2 separate regions of the Mus musculus genome follow, and region 2 is linked to region 1. A link is a contact called in public Hi-C data. All regions are on one chromosome and are shown on one strand. Each heading gives the region's core, a stretch centred on a gene start, on an enhancer-like site or on the middle of the called end of the contact. The rest is flanking DNA. Distances are from core to core; before and after follow the strand shown. Region 1 has its middle 130 kb from the start of Gm42315. Region 2 overlaps Gm32412 (a long non-coding RNA gene).

Region 1 (7,117 bases), core at 3,226-5,725:
ACCCTGAGGACATACTCCAGACTTGCTCTCTCTGAGCCTCAGTCTGGGCCACTATCTTCACAGCTGACTACCACCTCCAGAGGTAGGAAAAAAAATTCTCTAGGGCCTCCCTTGTGTGTGTACACTTTGGCCTGCTAGAGTTTGGCAACAACAAATACAGAACACCATGATTTCTGCCCATGGTACAACTACCTCTTCAAACTCCACCAGTCCTAACTAGGAACCCACTGCAAGCCAAAGACTGTTCCTTCCAGGAGCCATCCTGTGGTAACAGTATTGGATCCTCCCTGGAGCCTATGGAGTGACATCGCTGCCCCCATTTTATCGGAAACACTAACATTCAGCAAGCAACTGCAGATGTAAAGCTGACAATCAGGTCTGTTGGCGTGAAAACCGTGCCTGGTACATCATTACTGCACCAGAGTATAGGCAGACACAGTGCCAGTTTGCTTCAAGAACTGCCACGTACACTGTATGTCACACTCTTCCAACTCAGACCCCATTTTATATTTTGTTTGGTTTCGATCAGAGCCAATGCTGTGTTTCTGGATATTTCCCAGAGCTCTGTTGCTAATGAAAATGTCCCAAGTCCAAGCAACTAAGACACAGGTGTTCAGGGTTAAGGGTGAAGAAAAGTGACTCAGTACTTCTGAACTGGACTGACGTGGCTCTCAGCTGCACTTAGCAAAGCCAGTCTTCGGCCAAGTCTCATTTCTGGTGAGGCTCTGCTAGAACTTGAATGCGGAATGCCCTCTAAAGGCCAACACATGGTGCCCAGACGGGGACGCTATAGAGGAGAAGAGGCTTTAAGACACAGAACTTCATAGGAAGTCTGTGTGTGCCCATGGAGGGGATGTTGGGATGCCCACCACTTCCTGACCACTCTGAGGTGATTGTGTTCTGCCCTGTGCTTAGAGGACAGCATGGTACCTCAGCACAGGCCACACAGTCAAGTCATCCTGGACGGGAACCAATAAGCTTATGAATCCCACTTGCCCCTTTGGAAGTTGATCATGTTCAGTATTTTGTTGCAGCAAAAGAAGGCTAAGTAACAGGGATTATTCTCCAATGCTCTCTCCATGACTTATCCTAGATGAGAAGGAGGCATAGGATGTGAGTTGCCAACCTTGACTGATGTGATGATGCTTCATTTGCTCACTGGAGCCTACCTTTGTTTGTATGCTAATCAAGGCCAACGGTAGTAAAGCCATGCATAGTCACAGCGCTGCACTGTAATAACTTCCCCTTCCCTACCTGCAGTTGGGGAGTTTTTCTAAAGCATTTGAATGAATGATGTCAGTTTTTGAAGATGTTGTAAGGACTATGAGAGAGGCAGAAGGAAGGAAGGTGGGAGGGACCTGACTATACAGGAATCTTAATAGATTCCCATGAGTGGAGCACATATCCACAGTTGAGCATTTCTCATATGCCACTCTAGAAATTACATCCTTGGGGATAACCCAGTTGGGCATTGTCTGCATTTCCTCCTCTGCTCTTTTATCTTCTTCCACTGTAATGGATAATGCCTTCAGCCTCCTGCAAGGTTTACTCGGCTTAAAGCTCCAATTATTCACATGCTTGTAGAACAGCTGTTTTCTTCACCGTCTGGCCTTAAATCATACATTTGAAATATTTCTAAAGTTCCAGCATGAAGTGGTTATAGATTCACCTTCTTAAGTTGCATGCCAGAAATCATGTATGCTTGTTACCATATTCCTGAGGGATATGGTATTCTCAGGAAGGACGACTTCCCTAAGGTTGGTCACAGAAGAATGAAGAAAATGACGGGTGCCATAGAACAGATACTATTTTCAATTGCAAGGGAAACAGAAGGACAGGCCATGCAATTTTTAAGCCATCACATCAAACCTACCTAGAGTGCTTCCTGACCCATCGACTTGCACATGAATGATAACCAATGCTCCCTTTTGAGCTTAGTGATCACGAGTCTGAAAGAGACAGAGGAATAAAAGATAGCTAAGTTGGGGGTCTTAATCAATGTTAAGAAGTCGCTGGGCTGCTACAAGTGAGATTGGCAAATGGACAGAAGAGGAAACATGGGTCGGTCCCTTTCTGCACTCAGGGGCAGGTCAAGAACGCAGGCTTCACTAAATATCCATGGGATTTTTATTATAGCAAAGGGATGACATTGCTAGTAGAAGACAGAGAAGACTCTTTGTAGAGAAGACTGAGGCAACATGGAACTGATAATTGTAGGAAGCCATGCATTTTGGTCTGGGCAAACATGAGGAAGGACCAGACCTTATAATGCAGAAGTTCTTTGGACTGGGCTCTAACACCTGAGAGGGACTCTTCCCAGAAAAGCTCCCTAAGTCACTACAGTTAATGCAGCTAGAAGACAGCCCTCCATTGTTGCTAGTGGTGGCTTTGCGGGACACTATGAGAGAGTAACAGAGCTAGAGAAAGTTTCCAGCTAGGAAAGAAGGCTGATCTCCATCCCTGATCACTGACTCTATCCTGCTTTCAGGAACATGAAACGAATGGAAAAGAGTAAGTTCCTTCTTGTCCCATCCCACTATCGCCCTCTGGAGTCCTAAGGACAAAACCTAGATGTTCTCAATGCAATCAATGCTCACTGAGTCATTTAGTGTTACCTGCATGTGCATGGCTGTGAGATCATCTTACTAGAGTGTGGGTTGCCTCTCAGGGCCAGAATCCCTGAAGAACAATGACTCTCCCTTGCTAGGCTAGCAGCTGTCAACTATCAGACAGGGGGCGGAACTTCATAAGCCCCACCCACCCCCTCATCTCTTCTGGCTCTTTTGCCTTTACCTTGTGACCCCCTCATCAATTCCAGTATTTCAGCTGCCTTGACCTTGTGTTTACATGTGCTGTACCAACACTGTGAGCTGATCTGTGTAGCTTCACTGCCGTGTCCTACATATTGTTTTGCTAAACTGACTCAGTGAGCATCATACTGAAAACACACAGAGGTAGCGTACATAAAGGAGAAATGTGGTGAATGGGAGAGGAGTTAGAAAGGAAGGCGTGGCTCGCAACACATTATATGCATGCATGCATATTAAATAGAATTTTTAAATAACTTCGTATAATGTGCTATTAACTACAAAATAGCAGGTTTGGGGAGAGCAAAATCAACTGGGGGTACGTTTTTCATTTTGAATCCCTGCTACAGCTCTGCTATACAAAGATAAACCGGCTAGAAGGGTGGCTTGGAAGAGCCCTATTTTCTGGTGTCGGCTGACTGATGTGGTGTAAATACTCACACTATGACCAACTACAAGCTATCCACCGCTTGTCATTGCCTGGGGCATTAGGGAAAAAAAATGTCAAAAACCGATTTTCCCTAAGCCGGTAGGAGTTAGCTACTGCAGTGTTGGTGGGTGGAGAAGAATGAGAGCTGTGACTGAAAAGGGCCTAGAAATAAGAGTTATAATTTAAGTCACAGGAGGGAGGGACACAACACTTGTCGGGAGAACAGAAAGGCCCTGGAAAACAGTGATCAGACGAGTGAAAGAAGGAAGGAAGAGGCCCCCAGTGATGAGCTGTAAGCAGCCATCTACCTGACAGACCAGCGTGGTAAACTGCCTGACCTACTTTATGGAGGATAAGCATTTTGCTCTCCCATTGTCGATCCTAATATTTTCTATATAGTGCCTGGGAAAATAAATTGTATCTGTTCAAACTTCTGAAGCTAAGACGTGAATTTTATATGAGAAATGAGGCATATGTATAGCTTCCATTTTTCAGTCCAGAGATCAAATGCTTTTTCCTGTGACTTTGAGAGATGTCTCCTTTCTTTGTACTGAGTAGGCTAATAGTACAAATAAATTTATTCTGTGCTGTTTCTGATACATGGTGTGACAGCCCTATGCAGTCTATTGCTAATGGCCTTGTTCACAAGCTCGAGTCTGGTAAAATATTAAATTCAGCTATAAAATGACTACATTAAAAATTGAATTAATAATGATTAGAATTAAGTATTAACCATTCGATTTAATTTAAAAATAAATCCATAGACCTTTAAGTCTCCTTATGGGGAAAAATAAACAGAGTTAATAAGCTTGACAAATATTTAATAAATATTTAAATTCACACGCACACCCTATATGGAGAAGATAAAAAGTTAAAATTTGATTATCATGTGTTACAAAACCGTCTGAGGCCCTGCTTTTATGGTGTCCTTGAGCTGAACTAGAAAGCCAGTGTGGAATAAGCCTGTGTTTTCAAAGAGAACACATATAAACTGGAATCAAGACTCGGTTCACATTTTCAAGAAACCAGCGAGGGCTAATCATTTACGATGCTTTAGAATGGAAAGCAAAGGATCGGGGTGCTGGTGGTTATTAAATATGTGGCATATTCCATTCCAGCACAAACGCCTGAGCACACCCAGAGTGGAGCAGCGGCAGCTGCAGCCACAGAGGTGGGAGGGAGAACCTGGTTTTGCTGCAAACCATGCAGTCTTAGCCTCCTCTGCAGGATCGCTTCGTGCACACTCTGCCACCTTGTGTGATGTGTATATACTACAACCCAAAACATCTTCAGTCCTTGTTCCATTAGCCCTGCACATACCACTTCCACACGCACACATGAGAGAGAGAGAGAGAGAGAGAGAGAGAGAGAGAGAGAGAGAGAGAGAGAGAGAGAGTCCTATTTCAAGGGCTAATAAATCATTTATGAAGTGAAAGGAACTGGTTTTACTTTGTGGAGACCGTTATCTTGGGAGCCTTAGCTAATGGTGCAGGCACAGGGGAATGAACGCAGTGTGTTTGTTCCACGGTGCTCAGAGGATACTCACCCCAGGGCACCTTGGCACGGAGATGAACAGGAGAATGGAGGAGCACCACACTCATCCCAGGTCTCTAGGAACAAGGTCTATAGCCAACTGTTCTTGTCAGTATTCCACAAGCCTTACCCACCATTGTGCGGGCATTGAGGCCAGCTCCTCCCCACCCCATAGACTTTCTGTTTTTATGCCTCTGCTTAGTAACCACAGCAGGAACTTGGAACGAGACATAGCAAATGACTTCTCTGACCCCTCTGATTCAACACAGGAGAATGCAGCTAGCAGCCAAAAGCTGATGATGCTAGGAAGTTAGAGACATGAAATGCTGAAGCCACAGAGCTGGGTAACGTTTAATTCCCCCAGACCATGCACTCTGAACAAATTTGACTGACAGCAGGCCAACTGTCTTTAGGCTTGTCGGTATGATCTGTTTGGGCAAAGGACTGTACTGAATATACACCAGTTACAAAGTCCAAATCAGATGCAATTCTTAGCATTTCTAGTTCCCGAACGCCATCTTCAACACTACAGGCCTGGAGGAGTGTCTGCTTAAATTGCTATACTTGGAAAAAGTGATCATTTTTAATAATAACATTTTCCCCGTAAGAGCTGTCATTGCTCTTTCATTTCTTTATCTAAAATCCCATCACTTACCATGACCACAAAGAGATGCAGTGTCAACATTTCAGAGAAGGCTGCCTCTGAAGAGATGGCCCCAGAGGGGCTGTTACATTTGCTGAGCCTTGGCTTGGATATTCATTCTACTCCTCCATTGAATCTTCAAATGATCTCAACAGCAGTGGACAGGAGATAACAAAGCTCACTGTGGTAAACTTTGTGTGCATACAGTCAATAACATAGAAAATGTGCAGCACATAAGAGGCACATATCAGCTATCACTCCTAACATTATAAATGACATTAGGTCAAATGCAGTTTGAAAAGAGATCAGAGAGCAGAAGACATGGTGTGCTTTGAATGAGAAATTCCCTACCCCATCCCACCTGCCCACCCCACCCCACCCATCCACCCACACCCCCTGCCACACAGATACTAGGCTCATGTATTTGATTACTTGGTCCCAGTTGGTGGCACTCTTTGGGGAGGTTATAGACCTTTAGATATGATGCATTGCTGGGGCATATGTCATTTGGAGCTGACTTTGAAGGCTCGCAGCCTTGGAGGGCTTCCTTTTCTGTCTCTCTGCTTCCTGCTCATAGTTGAAATGTGAATAGCTAGCTTTCTGCCCCTGCTGCCATGCCAGCTTATTGCCATGCATTCTCCACCATGACCAATTCAATCTCTCTAGCATCATAAGGCAAAACAAAACCCGTCTTTCTTAATTTGATTTTCTCAGGGCATTTAATGATAGCATTAATTAATGATAGAAAGGTAACTAATATAGAAAAGAATATGAGTGTAGTATGTTTCCTGAGACAAAACTATATGTTCATGCTTAATACTTTGCTATGTTTGAGAAAATGGTTGTTTTTCTTTAATTACATTTGCATAAATTCATTAGCAAGAGCTTAAAGGGGATATTTTGGTATATGTGGTATCTGAATGAGGATGGCCGCTGTAGACTCATAAATTTAAATGCTTAGTCCTAAGTTCATGAAACAAACAGTTTCCCAAACAGGGAAGGATTAGGGGGTTTGGCTTCTTGGAGGGAAATGTGTTACTAAGGAGTGGTCTTTGAGATTTTAAAAGCTTACTCCATTTACAGTTTGTTCTCTCTCTCTCTCTCTCTCTCTCTCTCTCTCTCTCTCTCTCTCTCTCTCTCTCTCTCCTCCCTCCCTCCCTCCTACTCTCTAATGGAGATGTATTCTCTCAACTACTGCTCAAGTGCTGTGCCTCCTGCAATGATAGTCACACACTTGCGCTCTGAAACTCTAAGGACCAAAATAAGCTCTTTCTTCCATGTTACCTTGGTCATCATGTTTCTTCATAGCAATAAAAAAGTAATTAAGACAGAAATGGGAACCAGGCAGTAGGTTATTGTTGTGATAGACCTGACTATATATTTTTTTTTGAGAAATGTGAAAGATTGTTCAGACTTTGGACTAGAAAAGCAGCTAAATGCTGCAAGCAGGGTTTAATGGGCCATCCTACTAGGAGCTTGGAAGACAGTAGTACTGAGAGCCATGTGGCTCTGAAATAATACTGGATTATTTCAGAGGGGAATAATATTAGCAATTGGGCTAGAGACAATTCTTATAATATTTTGGCAATGAATGTGACTGCTTTTTGCCCTTCCCCTAAGAATCTACCTGAGGCTAAAATGAAGAGTTTTGAACTATTTCCCTTGATAAAGGAGACTGCAAGACAGCCTGATATTGACTCTGCT
Region 2 (7,117 bases), core at 2,906-5,405, 180 kb after region 1:
TGGTCTCTCGCAGCTGAAACAAAGAAGGAGCGGGGATTCTAGAAGTTTCTGGGCCAGACAGGGGAGAGCCTCCCCGAGGCACCGTGCTGAGCAGCCGCTGCAGTCTTCTGTTGCTCTGCAGTCGTTAAATCATCCTGTGCACAGATTCAAAATCTTACTCCAGAAGTAATAACGGGGCTGTGAGCTGGGCTGCGGTGGAAATCTGAGACTATCTGCGTGATGATCTTGCCTGGCGTGACTCACAGGGAACCCATCTGGGCATAACATTTTAAGAGGATAAATCAGAAATTGCATCCGAGATTTCACAGCCACTCACTATAAGCATTTAGTTAATCTTCAGTCATTTATAAAGCCTACATTATTTCCAAAAGACGTTTGGTGTCGGTTGTACACACTAAGAGAAAGCCTTAGTTTAACAACTAATTTTTCTAAAGCTTTAACTTTTTTAGTGTGGACCACTTTCATTGACACAGAATTCCTGACTGTTTTCTGTACTGCGTATTACTTTCTTCTCTCATTCACCTCATTTTATCCAGTCTCCGTTACTATTTCTCAGTCCATTCGTTTGTCTCGGCAGAGGAACTATTTAACCTTTGGTCCTGGCATAGCTGTTGAGTGATACCATACAACAACACACTTCTCCATACAAACTTCCCCATGACCTTGGGCGTGGAAGCTGCCCTTCCCTTCATTGGCTTTAAGGTATACTGGCATGCATAATACAGCTTGACACTCAGGCTGCTTGGCTGCTCCTATGACTGATTCCTGGCTTTTCTGCCTTCTGGAATTTCCAGAAGAAATCCTGCGAAGTGTCTTGATTGGAGAGTGGTTTCATTGTGCAGATGTAGAAGGCTGTTTCTGAAATAATCATGATATTATACACTTGACTTCCTGCGCACTTTCCAAAATAGTTTCACATCTAGCTTCTCACTTAGTGTCTAATTTAATGTAGAAAAATGAAGGGGAACCAGAGTAAAAGAATACGAGAGAGAGAGAGAGAGAGAGAGAGAGAGAGAGAGAGAGAGAGAGAGAGAGAGATTAGGTCCTCTGAAGAGAGTCTAAGTTTAATAGAATATATGGGTGGACAATTTAGATATCTCAAGGGAACACACAAAAAAGTATAGTTACCGCACCATAAAAACCTGGTGAACAAGGAGAGCCCACTTAACTTGTGGAAAAAGCATGGGAAACAGCCGGCCAGGGTGGACCACGTGCTGAGAGCTCCATCTCTGTTCTGAGGTTCAGGGACTAGCTCAGGTATTTGAAGTAGGATCCCCAGCAAACCAAGGCTTGGGTTCTGGCTCTACCACTTTACAAGTTGTTTGCCTCAAAAAAAGTTCCACGTCTCTAAGATGGCCTGTTCATCTCTACAATGAGCATGATCCTATAAGGACACTGAGGAGGTAAAACCCGGATTAACTGTGCTTGGCACTGTGCTTAGGGTCTCTTGGGAGGACTGTGTGTACACAAGGTGTCGAGTGCAGTGCTCGGGTAGAATAATGGCAGCAACGGAAAAGTAGCAAACTCAATGGTTCAGTGTTGTCGCTTTTCTCACAAGGAAGAGAATGACTAAGCTGTAGCCCTAGACAACAGAAAGCAACTCAGCATGAGCAATAATTCTCTTGATTGAGCTTCATCAGTTTTTCCTACCTTGTGACCATTGTCTTCCCTTCTTATAGACATGTGGGGAAGCCATTATATAACTTAGGTCTTTCTAAGATATCCATATGTGACCAAGCAGCTCTACCCCTCAGGGAGCTCACCTTCCTATATGGGAAAAGTTTAGACTGCCTAGGTCTCCATGCTATGGGATCCTTAGTTCTTCCCATCCTTCCGACACCCCTGTCTCTTTGATTGGAGAAGGCAGTGCTTGGTGTAACTCAGAATTACTCCCATGCCGTTTGCTAGTTGAAGCATCACTGAGCCCTTTCTGTTCAGACTTTGGTTATAATTTCGGTCTTAAGTCCTGCTTACAGAACTTTGAGAACTCCCTCCTGTAGAAAAGGCTTCTGTTAGGAAGGCAGAGAGCACAGAACACATGCCGCATCCTGTGCTCATTAGCTAGAGAGGCGTAGACAGAATCGTAGCCTTTTGTCCTAAAACAACATATTTATAAGTGAAAGAAAGAAATAAACTTACCCTGCACTTATCTCATTAAAAAAAAAAAATCCAATCTCTGAAGGAACTTCATGTATCTTCCTTCTCCAAAGTCAGATAAGTTACCTCAGTCTGTCCAATGACTGTCGTCCATGACCAAATCGCTCTTCACTTCGAGACAAAGAAGCTTAGGAAACATTGTGTAAAATGAGATCATACTCAGCACACGGTCCTCTCTCTCTGAAATTGAATGCAATTACATACAATAAAGAGTGAGATGCAGGGCTAGGAGGAAGTCTTCACTTATAATTTAAAATTTGAATAATTCCATTCTGGGTGAGAGGAGGTGGCAACCAAAACTGCTAATCATTATGAAACATAGCCTCCCTTATAAATTAATATTCATAACTTTAATGGGCACAGTGTCAGGAGCTAGACTATATCGGGGCCTAAAATGCTGTATTTAGTTAAAACTTATTTACTCATATATTTCTCAAAGATCACTTAAAACATTCATTCTCATGAGACCCAATAGCAGCAAGCACAAGAAAACTGCTATTAGCTCCCTGTCTACATAAAACGGAATGGAGACAATAAAAACAAAACAAAGGTTGCATGGACTAAAAACCCCAGTACTGGGCTACTATGCAAAGCTTGTCCCATATGGTGAGATCTGGATTGCATTCCCATCGTGGGAAAAAATAAAGAAGAGAGTTAAAGACCAAACCAAGTACAAGTCTTTCCTAAGGAAAACCCCTACTGAACACAAATCTGTCTGTCTCCAAACCGCAGCAAACTGCCTTCCTGAGGAGTACATGGGTCTCAGCTGCACCCCCCTCTCTCTGTGCCTTCACAATGATCACACAACTTTAGTGTGTACAGCGACCAGCCCCCAGGATGCTGAGGTTTGGTATGTCTGAGATGAACTTGCATCCCCCTTTTCTAATCATTAGCCAGGTGATGCTGATGCTGCAGGCAGATAGAACAAGCTTTAGCCATCAAGACGGGGATGGCATGCAGAAAGGTTTCGTAACCGAGCCTGCATCTTGAGGCACGTGACTGTGGGCCCACGTGGACCCTTCCCCTTGTAGAATATGAATGAGACTGGGCCTTTACAGACTTGCTACAATTTCAATTTTCCAAAAACACACTCAAAATAGCTCACTGCGCCCACAAGCACCCTTCAGTCTCTTAACTTGCCTCAGGACTATGGAACGTATAACCGCCGCAGGGCCGGGGCGGGATGGGAGGGACTTTGAAATGGAATTGGCTGTGGAGAGCAGTGAGGCATGCCAATGAAGCAGTAGAGCTTCCCCTCTTCTCTTTCTCTCCTGTATTCACTGAAGTTTTGGGGGCGGTAGAAACAGACTCAAAATAACATTTCCAGGTGTCATTGTCTCAGCCATTTGCTTCTTTTATGTTACTAAAAGTCCAACATGTACTTGGCCTCAGTTTCTCCCAATAAGATTTTCCACTCAACTCCATTAAGACTTATAGTCCCTAGTGAAGTCACACGCCAACGTGTGTGCTTTGGGAAGATGCTATAAAAGATATAGAGCGCTCCTTTGATTACGGATCACATCTGCACCAAAACCAGGGACATTTTCAACGAGAGGACTAACTGGTTTCCATTCTCCAAACCTATTTCCCTCTAATGAGGTATGGAACTCTGCAGACCATAATGACTACAGCTTGAAGTGTAGGCTCGGTTACTATGTAATCGCATAAATCTCTCCTGGCTGTAAGTAACAGCTAACCCCCACTTCCTCTGATATTTTATTTGTCTTGTAAATCAACTCAGTTCTTTCACTTTGCAAAGGAAGTTGGGAGTTTTAAGCCTCCCAAGAGTGTAGAGAGAGTCAAGCTGCCTGTGTGTCCCCTGATCCAGGAATCTCCTCTGCAGGTGGGCCACCCCCAGGTGCAGGGCGTGGAGCTCCATCAATCACCGAGGACGGCTATGCCAAGCAGGGTCCTAAGAGGTGGGGAAACACTGGGCTGAACTGTAACAGCTGCTTGAACTTTTGAAGCACAAAGGTGCAGGGGCGAAACGGAAGCTCAGAAGTGAAAGCATTAGCAACAGACAGTCGCTCAGTATTGAAGCCCGCACCTACCTCTGTCAGACTTGGATTTCTAACTGTGCTCACTGCGGCGCATGTGCAAAGAATGTGAGCGTGCTCCTGGCTTTCCCTTGAAGATCTTACTCCTCACCAATGCTCCAGCTCGGGCAATGGTGCTATGACTCCAACTTAGGACTTTGTTCTCCTCTGAAGCACAATGCCCAGCACGTAATATCAGCGTGTTTGCTGAAGTTGTCCGGAGGGAGGGGGCACTGATACCTCGCGTCCCCCTGAACACTTCAAGCCTGCGATGTGGCAAGGTAAAGCATTAACCAGATTCAAAGAGGAAAGACATTATGTTAACCTATGTATCAGGAGCACAGAGAAAACTTGGAGTTTATTCTGTTAGCGGGAGGTAAATTTCCCCTTAATTGGTTTAAAAAGGAGTATCGTTTAGGGCAATGGTATAATGAAATACAGTTCCTTTTAATTTCTTACAGGTCAGTTAGTATCCAGTTTCACAGACTTCAAAGAAGGGTTTAATCAAAGACTGCAGAGAAGGCGTCTAACAGAAGTGGAGCGCTGTGTCCTCCCGGGTGCAATGACAGGGAAATGAAAAGATACAAGGGCAAAGCAAAGGGGAACAGGCACGGCGACAGGGACGGGCGTGGGGGTAGATGTTGAATATGAGGTCAAAGACAAGAGGGACTGTCTCAGGATCTGTAACTGAGATTTTGTTTTAAATTCTACACAGAGTGAACCTGAAATCACGCAAAGGGGCGCACGTTGAAACAAAGAGAAATAAGGCAGCGGGGGAGGGGTGGCCATTTTTCTTTTAGTAACTCATTCTCACAGACACTATGAAAATTTTAAGCAAACTTTCATAGCCTGATGGGGTGATAGGGTAGGGGGGGTAGGGTGATATGTGTGGTAAGATAAAACTGTTTTTCCTTATATTTGAATCATTGATTGATTCATGCCATTTTTATATGAATAGTTTCCAAGCAGACCAAAATGAACATATATCTGCCTGGGGGAGGGGGCATCCTGGATCTCTGTCAGCCTGGTTATCAGCTACCAAGAGAAGAACATTCCAGTCTGCTAGTCACCCTGCTGGGAGGATTCGGGAGCAGCTCACTAGCACCCACTAGCTTCTCTGGTTTCTTGTTCAGTCGCCTAGAACTAATCTTTTCAGCGGCTTAGGAAATGAAGACAAGTCATGTTTGACCCTTTGACTTTAGACTTGAACCATGGCTCAAAATAGCTCTAGGGCACACCCTTCTTTTAAATGTCACAATTCCATGTTTGTTGTGAAACACTATTCCTGGGGAGACTTAAACAAATGGTCTACCTGCCCCAGATAAAAAGCTGAAGACAGACGCAAGTACAGATACTACCAAAGTCTATCTTGGTAGACCAATGAGGTTTATCCAGATTACTTACAGAAATACAAATGTGAGGTTACTTACAGGAGCGGAAATGACTCAAAGACAGATCCATCACCAAAGCCCTCCCACAGCCCCCATGGTTGACAGCTCACAAAAACTGGGAACCTGGGGCCCACTGCACAGCCTGCAGGCAGCTCAATAGGTCAGAGGGTGTTAGTTCTGCATGCCTCCATTGTGTGAGCCTCTTCCTGGCAGCTAGGCTGGTTCTTGTTTCTTCTAAGCTGCTTGGCTGGTCTTTGCTTCTTCCAGGCTTCTGAACTCATGCTTTTTCCAGGCAGTTTGGCATGTCTCAGCAGTCTTTATTGCCGATACACTCCTGGGGAGGGAAGGACCTAGTTAATCTGTTTAGTTTTAGTGACTTCCTGAAGATATCTTAAGTTGCTTACTTCCTGTGTTTAATGAGCTTCCCTGCAAGATGGAACAATTCTATCTTGGAGGAAACTGCTAAACAACGTGTGTCCACTTTATAACCCCAGACTCTTTAATGTACAGGCCAATTTCAAGGGATCTGATACTTCCCTCCTTTCTGGGTCTAAATGAAATATTCCTTGTGGGGTTTATATAATCCCTTAAGCTTTGAATATTTTATTTTCACTGTGAAAAGGACATAAAAACAAGTATATCTCAGCTGACATCAGAACTCACTTGCTATACTGGTTAGGTTTTATCAGCTTGACATAAATCTAGACGCATCTGTGAAAAAGAGGACCTCAAGAGAGGCATTGTCTTCATCAGATTGCCCTGTAGGCATGTCTGTGAGGTGTGTCCTTGATTGCTAATTGACATAGAGGGCCTACTCCACCTTGTACAGTGTCATCCCTGAGCAGGTGGGCCTGGGGCTCCATAAGAAAGGGAGTTGAATAAGGTTGGGAAAAGAAACAGAAACCTTGGTCCTCCTCAATCTCTACTTCAGTCCCTCTCCTTGCCTTGAGTTCCTACTTGGTTTTCCCAGATGATGGGCTGTCACCTGTAAGCCAGGGTAACCCTTTTCTCCCTCACGGTGCTTTTGGCCAGTGTTTTACCACAGCAGCAAAGACTCACACCATAGGACCTACCTAATCATTCCTCCGACAGCCTTTGCTGAACGCTTATACAGGCGCTTGCCCCTGATGCTGAAACAAGTTGTCACACCACACTGAACAACTCTTGCCCCTAGAGCAGGGAAGGATGTGTGGAAGTCCATAGGTTTTCTTTCTTATTGGTTTTGTAACTTCCTGTGAAAATGTAATTATTTCGATTATAAGAGACAAAAGGTCGGGAGGACTGGAGCAACACAATGCTCTGGACGTGACAGGGCTATTGTACTCATTAACTCAGAGCAGCAGTGCGTGCCAGCACGAGACCTGAACTGGATCAAGCCAGCCAACTAGCAGGGAATGGGGAGGGGCTCCTAGCCCTAATGTATAGCTAAGAGCTACGCAGAGCCAGCGGTTTTAGGGGAGGGAAAGTCAGTTTTCTTTAAGGATGTGTCCCTAGTAGGTCAAACGCACTCATTAATGACCCCACACTCACAGG

The links. Hi-C and Micro-C count contacts between places; a contact is called where the count stands out from the background.
Region 2: a Hi-C map of muscle stem cells shows a contact between it and region 1, with 1.9 times the contacts expected there. The contact joins two enhancer-like sites. A contact is called at or near these places in 7 of 484 Hi-C or Micro-C datasets (embryonic fibroblasts, muscle stem cells, nephron progenitors and 1 more).

What each region holds. Positions count from the first base shown.
Region 1 is chr4:31,637,921-31,645,037 of GRCm38.p6, forward strand. No RefSeq gene overlaps it. Among named protein-coding and RNA genes, the nearest start is that of Gm42315, 130 kb to the left of the region's middle. Within about 2 kb of position 4,476, at least 108 of the 459 cell types and tissues checked have an H3K27ac peak or open chromatin away from gene starts, as enhancers often do. A contact at or near this core is called in muscle stem cells and uterus, where this site is marked.
Region 2 is chr4:31,819,911-31,827,027 of GRCm38.p6, forward strand. Gm32412 (a long non-coding RNA gene) reads right to left here. Exons shown (of 4, transcript XR_390453.3): 2 at 6,658-6,816; 3 at 4,209-5,918; 4 at 2,145-2,337. Among named protein-coding and RNA genes, the nearest start is that of Gm32412, 9.8 kb to the right of the region's middle. Within about 2 kb of position 4,156, at least 67 of the 459 cell types and tissues checked have an H3K27ac peak or open chromatin away from gene starts, as enhancers often do. A contact at or near this core is called in muscle stem cells and uterus, where this site is marked.